Regions from separate parts of the Hermetia illucens genome. Here region 1 is linked to region 2. The links are chromatin contacts, called in public Hi-C maps. All regions are on one chromosome and are shown on one strand. Each heading gives the region's core, a stretch centred on a gene start, on an enhancer-like site or on the middle of the called end of the contact. The rest is flanking DNA. Distances are from core to core; before and after follow the strand shown. Region 1 holds the start of LOC119658025 (E3 ubiquitin-protein ligase znrf2). Region 2 holds the start of LOC119656642 (protein virilizer).

Region 1 (3,488 bases), core at 510-3,009, 290 kb after region 2:
CGGCCACCGCAGCGGAACTTTGTTGCATCGGTATCCCTTCGCTTGCATGATTTCCGTGATGTGAATGATGATGGCTGTTATTATTGTTATTGGCCGCCTGCAAGTCAGGAACAGAGGATAGGCTTCGAGCGCGCTGTCTGTCGTTCTGTTGGACGTGCACGCCGGGCAGAGCACGCAACAAATTGAAGCCGGGGGCCGTACCGGCCGACACAACGTCCGTACTCGAACTGGTGGAGAAGGTTCGTGTTCGGGGACTCTGGTGTCCGCTGTTTGCTGTACTGGCTTTCGCACCCATTCTGCGCTTCTGCCGCCTCTACGGTCCTCGGGACGCTTCGCGATGAAATGTTCAATAAAAAACAACTTCCAAAGACACCTCGTCAATGGAAACAAACACGGAAGAACAGCTGTAGAAGTTATTGCTAAAAATCGATTGCGCTCTCTCTGCAAATGGTCGGATACTATGCGCGCTGGCCTGCTCGGGAGAATGAGTGCAGGTTTGAGAGCTGCCTTAGATCGTCCCAGCTGTCTCGGTTCTGAGCAGGCTCCAGACTTCCAATGAAAACACAATAAACGACACTCGGATCTCTTTCTCCTCTGATTGCTCCTGTATGACGGATTACGGGGTGAAATAAAAGGCCCAAAACGACGAAGCAAAGTCTCGTTAAATCACAATAAACGGCTGCCGCGAAACGGCAAGGGAGCACCCGCGACGACCCCAATAAAGGGCATCCACGACATACTTGCACCGCGCGGTACCGAGTACCGTCGCAATGCCTCCAATACAAATTGCGACACTCAGCCCGAAACGACTCTGACGCAACGACACTGATCTGCGTATCGCTCCACAAATTGCCAATTATTGTTGTTCAAGCGAGCAATGACTGGCATATTATTCAACGGCAACCAGAGCAGCTTGCACTGGGGGATTTTATCGTAGGCGCAAACAATTTGGAGGGCACACTGATAACGAGGGGCTGCTGCGTATACGTTCCACTTATCAATTTTCACGACTCACGGGGTGCACTACGCGGTGGTCCGAGGAAGCAGCTGAGCCCAGAAACTCTTGGACAACCGAGTCTCGGCGAGCGGAGTTTTCCCAAAACACTTTTCTGACACTCTGACAGGCCTACGACCCCACGGAAGTGCGACTTTCGCACTGTCCCCTGTCCTGTTGTTGTCACTGTCACTCCGACGAACGACACTTTCCCGCAACCTCTGCGCCCGGGCGACTGTCCAACCCTCCTGTCTCGGCCCAGGGATGATGTTTTGTTATCTAATTTCGCTGAAATGCTCACGATACAACCCCACTGCGATTCACAATTATCACTTCCATCGTCTCACTTTGCACTGGTCGGCGACGTCGCCTTTGTTGCCGGCGGCGCTATTGCTGTCGCTCCGCCACTAATTACACTCTTTTCGGTTTGTTTTGACAATTCCAAACGGCCACGGTGCGGCTGCAATTTGTTTATCGTTGTTTTTCGCCGAGCTCCTCTGGGCAACGATGTTTGCCCGTCGAATCGGTTGAGACACTCGAGCAACTTCCCTTCGACCCGGTGGGAGACTACAAGACGAGAAATGTATAATTTACACAACACGGATAAGACGCACACATGCACACGCTTCCGCAACAATCAATGCGTAAGAACATGGAATTTTTGCGAGGGTGGTAGGAAAATATTGGTTTGCTGGTGACGAAGGAAAGTTCAAACTCGCAAGTCGTGAATGCGCCGATGGCCCGATATCCGAGGTGACAGCTCTTTGACAGTGGACAAATGTTTGGGAAAGGCATTGAACTGTTGCCGGCGAAGGGAAATTCCTATGAGGGCTCGAAAGGGCAAGGGATATTTGCGTGACGGTTGACCGTTGAGTTTAATAGTGGGTAAGAAATCGATTTTAGTGCATCTTATCCATTTTTTTCAGTATAGACAGACAAAAATACTACCAAATGAAACTCCATTATTATTCATATGAGATTATGATTTATATATTCAATAATAAAGCAAGCAGCTATCGTCTCGGGGCGTGCAATTTGAATTTCATCTACGCGAAAGCATACAGTTTAGTGTTTGTTACTTTTTACTTTTTTAGTAGTCAATCAGCTTTTAACAGACATGGGCATTGGACAGGGGCCAGTTTCCTGGAGAAGAGCCACTACACCATATATTATAGTGGCCATCCAGTAAATCATGTGCTCGGAGTAGGTATCTTAGTCAACCAAAAAAAATAAATCTGCTTTTATCGGCTTTGAAAACATAAGCGATTGCGAGCCAAATTTAGAAATAAGCTCAATAAACGCCCGCTTCCCTACAGAGGAGACTGCAGAGTCGGAGAAGGATATCTTCTACGAGGCAGTTGAGCGGACCCTTGAGGCCTGTCCCAAGTATGATATCAAAATCATACTTGGAGATTTTAACAGTCAAGTAGGGACAGAGCCCGTATTCAGGCGATACGTTCGCTCCCATAACTTACATAAGGATACCAATGATAACTGACTGCGAATTATTCAGTTAGCAGTATCGCACGAAACGGTTGTTGGAAGTACCTGATTTGCGCGGAAAGCGGTCCACAAACATACGTGGGCCTCTCCAAACGGGATCACCTTCAACCAAATTGACCATGTGTTGATCGAACGCCGCCAACTCTTAGCCTTGATGAATGGGAGAACACATAGGAGGGCCAATATAGACACGGATCACTATCTCGCTAGCATGGTGCTCCGGGCTCAAATAACAACGCCACCCAGAATCCCCTCTGACAATCAGGTGAAAGTGAATACTTTAGCACAGCAAAGCCCTCCGTAACACCTATAAAGGAGGGATGGATCCCGCAATAACCGCAGATAACAAATGTCCTGAAGATGAAACATCAACAAAAGATCTTTACAATCACCTGAAGAGTGTTATCATTGATACCGTCAGAAAGATACTTGGCCCCAATCGCAAGAAAAGTCGGAACGGCTGGTTAGACGATGAATTTAAGCTAACAACGGAATGGACGAATACTGCATACCGAGTAATATACCATTCTCAAAGAACGTGGGTAAGCGAAGAGACCTATTACAACTGAATCCAGCGAAAATGCGACTTCACAAAAAAGGAAGACTAGGAAAACCAACAGATCTGTGAACTAGAAAAGTACAGGGACCAACCGTACCAGGTGCGGAAGTTTTACCAACAAATCAGCAGGATGAAACCTTATACACCTTGATGCTCATCCTGGCGAGATAAAAAAGGAAATTTGATTTCCGACAGAATGGGCAGACTGGAGCGATGAGTTATGTATTTTTATGACCTGCTCAACAACTAAAATATCGGCGAGTTGGACGTCTCGCCAACTGAAGACGACGGACAAATACTGCCACCACCAAGTTTAGGAGAAACAGTCCGTGCAATTCATCGGCTAAAAAATCATAAGTCGCCAGGAGCCGATGGAATTACAGCCGAATTGGTTAAATATGGAGGCGACCAGTTACACCAAGTGGTTCATAA
Region 2 (3,532 bases), core at 186-2,685:
AGTGCTGCCTGGCAAATGCTTTCAATGTACTTCTACATCTTTCCCTCGACCTCAACATTCAACACGCTGTAGCGAGCAGTGCTGTCAGACAAAAGAAGTCCGGATGCTGGACATCGAAGCCTTACGGCCATAATTACATCCTATACGAAATACCTAGGGGACCCTGGACGCAACGGACGACGCTATACGAGGAACTTTACTGTGGACATTTCAACCAGGGCAGAGTGGAAAACCGGGAACGTGTTGCAAGTAGAATTTTTCCTTCAACAACGGATCAAAGATGATCCGAGGAGTCGGTGCGGGGTTTTCTTCGATACACACAGCCTAGTCGATTCGTACGGTCTCCCAGGATTCGCCAGTGTATTGCCAGCGTAATATAGCTACTCTCATCGACAGCCAAGCGCCCATTAAAGCTTTGTACTCCAGGCAGTACAGGGATCCGATGTCTGTCTGGGCCGCGCACTCAAAGTCACCTTCCCATGCGTTTTCGGTCATAAGAACATGTGCCGACGGGACACTGAGCTGAGTTGCATTTGCGGACGGAGTTTTACGGCCCATTTAAGTCTTCAGCGATGTCTTGACCCTCTTAGTTGACTGCGATGATTCTTAATTTTATGAGCGATTACAAATGTACAATGACTGAAATGTTGAAGCCGGAATCCTACCTAACATCGATTCCCATAACGGATTGGATGGTGGCAGTAAGGTAAGTATTCGAAGCGTGTTTGTTTCAGTAAGGGTGGCTGTGCCTTGGTTTCGAACAATGTTTAACACTGCAAGGATTCGCTAAGAGATTATCGCTTCACAATCTGTCGGTGTGTCGTCAACTAGAAATGACCGCGCGTAGGAATAGTATTTATTCGCCGATTGTTGGCCACATTGGGAAGGAAGTGGATCGAGGTAAAAACTCATTTCCGCGAAGTATGCCTTGGATACAAAGTGGATAAAAATGTAACTCTTGCATAAATAGTTCAAATGTAAACAATTTCGTTTTGTTTATGTTGACACGTCTTATCTTTGACACCACCAGACCCGAATCGAACGCAAATTCACCTTTAATTTCAACAAGAACGAACACTTCGTCTTATTTCGTAGTTTCACACTTGAACCGTGTATAAAGTTTTTTTCAGGCAAATAATGCAAACTAGTATTCTATGCTCGAATATCGGTAGCGCCGCTGGAAGTTATGCATCTGACCGGGATTTTTGAGGTTACAAATGTTCGGTTTGGTCCTAAGAACGGAACCAACTTGGAAATCAATAAAACAGAGAGATCTCTGCTGTCTACACAACCAAACTAGTACATACCTCGTGTATTTCATGCGAAAATGTATCGAAAAACAGCAATTCCACCAAATCGTCCGCATCAGCCATTTCCACTTCTGTTTGACAAGTTGACGTTTGAAAACTGACGAAAGTGTGGCCATGTCCCTTCTCAAGTCGGGTGATACAACTGGTATAATCAGCTGATCGTAAATGTCACTGCATTTTTCTTCTGAAATTGGTACGAATTGTTTCCTTCCCCAACTTGAAAAGTCATTCTCATACGTCAACGTCAAATCAACAAAAGAATTGTACAGACTGTCACAGGCTCGGGATGTGCGGTAGCTCCTTTTCTGTTTTGTATTCTATTAATTGACTTAAACCGTACGAACTGATGCAATCTTAATTGAATTATCAACCCCGTAACGGTGGTTGCAATTGTCCGTTCCGTCGGCGCTGGCGTTCGCGAACAAAATCCGTGCAATTTGTGCGAAAATTCAATTCCTTCCGCGAATGCAAAATCGTTGTCCTCCGCCAAACGAATTTCATTTCCGATTTAATTCTGTTGCGGAATCAGTGGAGGAAAACTAAGCGAATCCGTGAAAATGAATGAACCTTTGTCCGTGTCGACTTCATCCTCAAGTGATCTCACAACGACAAGTTCCTCGGATTATGCGGAAGTTTTTGATTTGCACGAATGTGCAACGACGGGCGTTGATGTCGACAATTATTTCTCGGACGTGCTAATCGATCAATACGCGCAGGATGTGGTGGACTTCAGTTCGCAGTACGGTAGCGATTACAGTATTTCCTATACGGCGCTAAACATAACGGGGAGGCCTTGCAAGTACCCAGACTACGGGGACTTTCCCGAGACGTTTGCTATGGTAAGTGGCAAGGTTGAGGGTCCTCCCTCTATTGATTTTGTGGTGGTTGGCGCTGTGTCGTTGCGTGGAATGTTTACGTTTCGTGGACAATTGTTTGTGTGTACACGACAATGTAGGGCAAAGTTGTATTCTAGTTTTCGAGGGCGAATTACGCCTCGGACTAGGTTGGCGTCGGCTATTTGGAGGACTTGCTTCCGCGACAACGGGAGGAGGAGTCGCCTCAAAGTAGAATTGTTCATTGTTTATGCAATTACAGTACATTTGTGTGGCTTTAGAGCTTTGTAAGGATTTTTGGTATTGGTTTTGCTTCTGTGATTTACAACCTACGTTAAATGTTACATTGAGGGAAAGGCAAGCAATTAAGTCTGCCAGCAGCAATAATTCCAATTAGGCATTTAGGTTTAATCCTAGCTGAAGCATAGCCCTCCCAGGCTTTCTCGGAGTGCCTTTAATCATCTCGCTTTTATCCGGCTAAATGCAGGGTGGTGCAAAAGTCCGTCATAAAATGATCGGAATGAAAAGTCAATTTAGGAAATTTTGTGACCCCTTATTAATTTTCTTGTATCTGCCAGCCTCTGTTTATTTTTTTAGTAAAGAAAAGATATTTGTTTTTTTAATGGCAATGCTCTAAAAAATACTATTGCATAAGAATTCTCAAGATACCGATGAGATTCAGATACTCTCTAAAAAGGGAATTCGAAACGGACATTTTGTAGTGTCCCGTGACGAGCGGATGAGAGCTTATTTTCTTGTATGCTGCATATTTCCTTTTTTCCTACTTAACTCGCTTCAACACCTCCTTTTAACTTCCACAGAAACCTCAAATTCATTTAAAGATTTCAAAGTTAATACGGAAAATTTCTAACATTTCCAAAACGATCATTAACTTTTTTTGTTGCTGTTTACACAAACATCGAACCATATAGCATATTACTAAATGCATTCGTAACGCTTGTTTTTGGCTAGAGGGGCGTGATGGAAATTGTCTTTTGGAGAGAGAGGTTGGTTAGATTGAGTGCTCGCAATTTTGAGTGAAGAGTCCCTGGAATTGAAAAATAATGTGACAAAGATGCTACATAAGAAGTTCTGATTACATGTTTTACGAGTAGATGCAATGCTGTCGGTGGTGGGATAATGGCTCAGCCAAAGAAGGAATGCTCGTGTTCGAAACGTGCTAAGTGAACACTTGAGATTTGGTTTTACGAAGTTGCCTATCAAATTGTTCTTGCTGGGTAAAAAAACTTTTGGATTATCATTCCTCATTGAACAAGGGATTGCAAAGCTAGTCCCAAGACCAATTGACGTGTTTTGTGTCGATAATAGGACAAAAAATAGGACTCGAGTCAACCATAATTTAATGATAACATCCATTAGTAATCGAGT

What was found. Hi-C and Micro-C count contacts between places; a contact is called where the count stands out from the background.
Region 1: a Hi-C map of an unstated tissue shows a contact between it and region 2, with 5 times the contacts expected there. The contact joins the promoter of LOC119658025 here to the promoter of LOC119656642 in region 2. A contact is called at or near these places in 2 of 2 Hi-C or Micro-C datasets (an unstated tissue and whole body).

The regions. Positions count from the first base shown.
Region 1 is chr5:25,055,089-25,058,576 of iHerIll2.2.curated.20191125, forward strand. It overlaps LOC119658025 (E3 ubiquitin-protein ligase znrf2), which reads right to left and starts at 1,760. Exons shown (of 4, transcript XM_038065257.1): 1 at 1-1,760. The coding sequence starts at 295.
Region 2 is chr5:24,766,338-24,769,869 of iHerIll2.2.curated.20191125, forward strand. It overlaps LOC119656642 (protein virilizer), which reads right to left and starts at 1,436. Exons shown (of 5, transcript XM_038063090.1): 1 at 1,308-1,436. The coding sequence starts at 1,373. LOC119656643 (F-box/LRR-repeat protein 4) reads left to right here and starts at 1,555. Exons shown (of 11, transcript XM_038063091.1): 1 at 1,555-2,149. The coding sequence starts at 1,868.